2 separate regions of the Rattus norvegicus genome follow, and region 2 is linked to region 1. The links are chromatin contacts, called in public Hi-C maps. All regions are on one chromosome and are shown on one strand. The core of a region is the stretch at or near the end of the contact, and the rest is flanking DNA. Distances in the headings are between cores, read along the strand shown.

Region 1 (2,700 bases), core at 64-2,563:
GCAGCCCTGGCAGACATCTAAGAACTCCTGCATCACAAGAGAAAAGGACACTAGTACCAGCAGGGAGAGCTGTGGCCCTAGAAATTCCATGACTCTCCACTACATATCCGTGGGTCCTTTCCAAGCCTTGGCCTCGTCACCAAGGGCTTGGGATGGACTGCCCCACTGATGAAAGGGACATCTTTGGAGACCCCCTTGGTTTCCAAGGCGTCAGCCCCCTGACCTTGCATGACCTCCTACAGCTGTAAGGATGAGGCCTTTAAAGATTAGGAACCTCAGGCCCAGGTCGGCCACTTTGGGCTTGGGTACAGTTAGGGACGATGCGGTAGAAGGAGGTGGCCAACCTTTCCCATATAAGAGTTCTGTGTGCCCAGAGCTACCCTATTGTGAGCTCCCCACTGCTGATGGACTTTAGCTGTCCTTAGAAGTGAAGAGTCCAACGGAGGAAAAGGAAGTGTGGTTTGATGGTCTGTGGTCCCTTCATCATGGTTACCTGTTGTGGTTTTCTCTCGTATACCCATTTACCCATCCTGCAGTTCCTGTCCTTGAATAGGGGTGGGGGTACTCTGCCATATCTCTTGTAGGGCAGTCAGCCCCCAAGTCATAGTTTGGAGTGATCTGGTCAGTGCTAATAGGCAGTTTACAAAGGAATTCTGGCTTGTTACTTCAGTGAGGACAATCCCCCAAGGGCCCTGGCACCTGTCCTGTCTTTCCATGGCTCTCCACTGCAGAGCCAATGTCTTTGGGTGGGCTAGATAGGGTGTACAATTTGCCTGGTTCCTCCAAGCTCTTAATCCACTTTATCAATAGTTCCATTTAAATTGACTTCAATGATAAGAGTGTATCCCATTTGAGATTGCTTGTGTTGTGGGGTAAAGGGGGGAGGAGGAACATGTTAAGATAATTGACATGGGCAAGGGGAAGTCTTGAAGTGTAGCAGTTAAACCATCTTGTAGCCCCATTCATGATGTTGACCACTTGCTAGAGAGAAGAGGTGCCATAAGGCTAGAACCTAGAGGCTTGGCTGTCCCACCAACAGGCAGGCTTTTGCAAGGCAGAGGCAGCCAGCTAGGTCCCTGACTTCCCAGCCAGGTGCAGCTCTAAGAACTGCTCTTGCCTGCTGCCTTCTTGTGGTGTCCAGAGCCCACAGCCAATGCCTCCTCAAAACCCTGGCTTCCTTCCTTCTAATCCACTGGCACATCAGCATCACCTCCGGATTGACTTCAGATCCACAGCCTACACTACTAGCAGTGGGTAAGACCACTTCCTTTGTCCTTGTCTGTTCTCCAGAAAAGTGGGCATGGAGGCGGTGTTAATAACTATAGGTCTGTGGCTTTATGAGCCTTCAAACTTCTCTCTAGCTTCTGAAAGGGTTACTTTTGGGCAGTATTGCAGTCTCACCCTCCCGATGGGCTGTAGCCTGTGCAGTTGCTGTACTGGGCATGATCTCCAGTGCTTGCAAGTCCCATGATTTCTTTGGTGATTTTGAGGGTGGGGGGAGGGACATGAATCATCTTAGCTTAGCTTCCTGTCTGTGAATGTCCATATAGTGTACTGTGTTTTAACAAACGATTTACACTGACTGTTGCTGTACAAGTGAATTTGGAAATAAAGTTATTACTCTGATTAAACAAAATCTCTGTTCATGAGTTCCAAGTTAAGAAAACAATAGTTTACAAGCTCTTTCCCCAACTGAGAAAATTCAGAACAGGAAATAAAAGTAAAAGCCAGACACTGGAGAGAGAGCTTTCTTTATTCATGCTCACATTCTACTGCTGGCATACTACCCTCAATCAGTATTGTGTGGCCGAACTCACAAGGCAACATTCAAGAGCTCCTAAAGCCTGTGTCAGTTCATGCAAACTGAAGAAGTTTGGTGTGGGATGTATGAGACCCATCATTTTTGGAACTTAAGTGGTGAGGATGAAACAACCCAAGCCAGTCAGTTGCAAACCCCAACACCCACACAATTGCACTGCTGCTTTTGTACCTTGGAATCGTCATATAAATCAAGGATATTTCTGTTAGAGATAGGGCGGCTTCTTGCTCACAGTATTACAAAGGAAAAGACAACCCATCTTTTCTTGACACAGGGTCTCTCTCCTGCAGCCCAGGCTGGCCTTGATCCTGAGTGCTGGGATTATAGGGGTGTACTATGCTGTTAACGAGTTGCGTGGTCCTCATGCATGCTTGGGCAAGCATTCTACCAACAAAGCAAGAGCCCATCCTCAGCCCCAATTTCTTGTTGAATGCTATTGCATGTGGTCAGAGTACCACTTTGGGCATCTGCCGATCCACCTCGTTTGTTTGAGACATTATTTTACTACACACATGCCACGTTATCTGGTCTCCTAGCTGCTTAGGGATTCTTGGGCTTCAGTCATCTCCCACAGAACACTAGGATTACAGATGTTCAGCTTGATGTGGGTTCTAGATTCAAACTCAGGGTCTCATTATGCACTTCACTGAGTTGTCTTCCTCACTTCTGAGTTCTTTGGTAATTATATCAAGGTCATGATCCTTTGATTTCCAATTTTAAAACACTTACCTTCCTCAGTCACCCCCTCCTTGCCATGCCTAGCCTCTGCAGACAGCTGCTTTAGTCCAGTGCATCTTAATGTATACAGGGATTTCCTGCCTAAAGGCAAAAAATGATCTAAGAAAGAACAGCTCTGACTCTTGGAGAAGGCCCATCTGCTC
Region 2 (2,700 bases), core at 79-2,578, 110 kb after region 1:
ATTATAAACTATTTGCTGAGAATCAAAGGCCGTCAGTCGGAAAACAGGCCCCCCAAAAAGCAGTAAGATTCCAACTCACTTAAAAGCAAATAAATGCCTCTTCCTCTTTAGTTGAAAAGGGGGGGGGGGGGTGCTGCCTGAGACTAGATCCGAAAAGGCAAATGACCTCAATATTTAAGCAACAAAAAAATGTTAACAATCAGAGTTGTGATACAAACCGTGAGACAGACATGCAAGATGTGTCTGAGCAAAGAAAGACCTTTTGCAGTCAAGAGAAGTTCAAGGCGAGAGCAAGAGTTTGTTTTTGGCCTTTTCCCTTTTTTTTTTTTTCTCGGAAATAAACCATGTTCTACAGGCCGCCTTTTTAAATAGAACGCCAAAGGAAAGCCCAGCGAACGAGGCGGCAGCTGGTGGGGAAGGGCCCCCGCACACCCCCGCCCTTGGGGCGACTCCCAGCCCGGACCCGCAGCGGGGAAGCCCGGAGAGGCCATTTAAAGTTCCGAGGATTTTTCTTCCCGTGCCCTGCCTTTCTAGTTACAACTAACAAAGAGAGGGAGAAATGGGAGCCACAGGGAGAGCGAGGAGAAGGAGAAAGGGCAGCGGGAGGAGGAGGAAAGGAGCAGCAGCAGCACCTACCACGTGATGGAGGAGCGTAGCCCGGGCGGATTCGGCCCCACAAAATGGGCGCAGTTTGCAAACAGCCCCCCGGCCTGGGCGCCGAGGACCAGCGGGCGGGGGCGCACGGCGGCGGCTCCGGCCCGGCCCGCCGCTCTCCTCCCCCCCGGCGCCCGGAGCCGCCCTGACTTTCCGGGCGGGGGGGCGAGGCGAAGGGGGAGGGGAAGGCGGCGGCGGGGAGCGGCTGCTTTTTCTTCTCTTTCGGGCCCTTTCTCCGGCCTTCCTCCGTTCCGGCCCGGCTTGGGTACGGCCGGGCACCGCAGCCCCGGCGGGCGGGCGGGGGCAGAGGGTAAAGCTGCCCCCCCCGCCCCGCACAAACAAGCGCCGCCGTCTGCAGCCCGCGCCCGCACCCCGGCCGCCACCCCGGGCGCTTCTTCCCGGCCGGGGAGCGCACTTCGGCCGCCCCCCAAGCCGCCGCGGCGAGACGAGTCGGCTTCGCTACGGCGCTTGGTTCTCCCGCCGGCTCGGCGAGCGGTGGCGGTGGCGGCGGCGGCACTGGGAAAATGGCGGCCGAGCTCCTTTTCCCTCCCCCCCTTTAATCTGAAGCGGAGGGAGAATGGAGCGAGCAAGCGAGCGGGCGAGTGCCGGGGACACGGGGAGGAGGGACAGCAGCGCCTCCGCCGGCTGCGGCTGCGGCGGGCCGCTCCGCCCCGGCGCGCCGCCAGGGGGCGCCCGCCTCGCCGCCCCCGCGGGCTGCCAGGAGGCGCGGCCGCCGCCGCCTCAGTCATGGCTCCTCGCCGCGGCCGCTGCTTCTGCGCCTCTGTTTGCGGAAACCAGTGCCCGGTGCCTGATACGTGCGGCAGCGACACGCGGCACTGCGGCAAGAGGCGCGGGGCCCACGCTTCGATCGAGGTGAGGCTAACCTGAGGCGCTGACGCCGTCACATTCCCTCGGCTCTGGGGCTGGCGGTGCCGCGCGCCGGTATGAGGGGAGGGCGGACTGGCACAGCAGAGCTAGAGGACGTGAGCGAAGAACTGTTGTGTGCAGTGAATGAAGAAGCTGCTGCGGCCACACTACCCCAGGGCCAACCGTGCTCTGAGACGGGCAGGAAGCTCCCTGACCAGTGACGCGGTCCCTGCCACCCGCCCTTTGTCCTACACCCTGTTCAGTACACTGCAGCACACGGCTGGCTGCTAGCCCTAGCGCCACGCTCCGCAGCCGCCAAACCAAAAAATAAGCGGACGCCATTGCGCACGCGCGAGCTAGGACCGACTCCGGGCTAACCCGGGCAGGGGCAGCTGGGAGCTAAAGGGGAAGTGATGGCCCACCAGCGCCGGGCCCGCTGGGAACTGTAGTTTTCGTTCAGCCCGCGTCTTGTTTTAGGCTTCTTGGTTTGTCAGATCCGCCAAAATAGGCAAAAACGCATTCATTACACAATAATATTTATGTTTCCTGCTAATGCCAAATTAATGTTCACTGCCCCGCTGAAAGTTTAACAATGGACAACAGCAAACAGATGGAAACAGTCATGTTTCAGCGTTGACTTAAAAAGTGGTGGCACCTTATTACTCTTGACTGCTAGTTTGTCAGCACGATATTGATTCCTTCCTCCCAAATAAGGTTTAATGTAAGAGAACATTTTCTAGATTATAAAACTTAACATAATGCAAAGGGCTACATTACACAGTACATTTCCACCACCCTTAAAGCTAGAGATGTCAAAAGATTATTAGAACTCACCAAAATTAAATAGCATAAAACTTGTTCCAACAACTAAATCACCAAGCTCAGCAGATGAGAAGGGTAAAGTCTACCAAAAAAGGAAGATGCAAAATGCTCGATTCTTTGTGTGGTTTACCAAAACCAGTATCCGGTGTTATGTGTCACTTCAGCTCCTCAAAAGACACTATTGTTCTAGAACAGTTTTCATTAGCCCACAAAGTCTCTAACTCACCAGGTTTCTGCAACACCTGCATCTATATCTCTCTTGAGCTTCCATCTGCATTTTTTTTAAATTACACTCTCAAACATGATCTTGGTTCTCAAATATCAAAGGCAGGAGGCACCAGAGAGTCAAATTACACA

Evidence for each region. A called contact is a pair of places that touch in the nucleus more often than the background predicts.
Region 2: a Hi-C map of Schwann cells shows a contact between it and region 1, with 2.3 times the contacts expected there. The contact joins two enhancer-like sites. A contact is called at or near these places in 5 of 12 Hi-C or Micro-C datasets (Schwann cells, frontal cortex, kidney and 2 more) and 1 of 1 datasets of contacts at active chromatin or transcription factors (oligodendrocytes).

The regions. Positions count from the first base shown.
Region 1 is chr10:89,734,473-89,737,172 of GRCr8, forward strand. Mapt (microtubule-associated protein tau) reads left to right here. Exons shown (of 10, transcript NM_017212.3): 10 at 1-1,636. Among named protein-coding and RNA genes, the nearest start is that of Mapt, 97 kb to the left of the region's middle. Within about 2 kb of position 1,314, at least 2 of the 93 cell types and tissues checked have an H3K27ac peak or open chromatin away from gene starts, as enhancers often do. A contact at or near this core is called in Schwann cells, where this site is marked.
Region 2 is chr10:89,840,978-89,843,677 of GRCr8, forward strand. The region is part of intron 2 of Kansl1 (KAT8 regulatory NSL complex subunit 1); the gene reads right to left. Among named protein-coding and RNA genes, the nearest start is that of Kansl1, 26 kb to the right of the region's middle. Within about 2 kb of position 1,329, at least 90 of the 93 cell types and tissues checked have an H3K27ac peak or open chromatin away from gene starts, as enhancers often do. A contact at or near this core is called in Schwann cells, where this site is marked.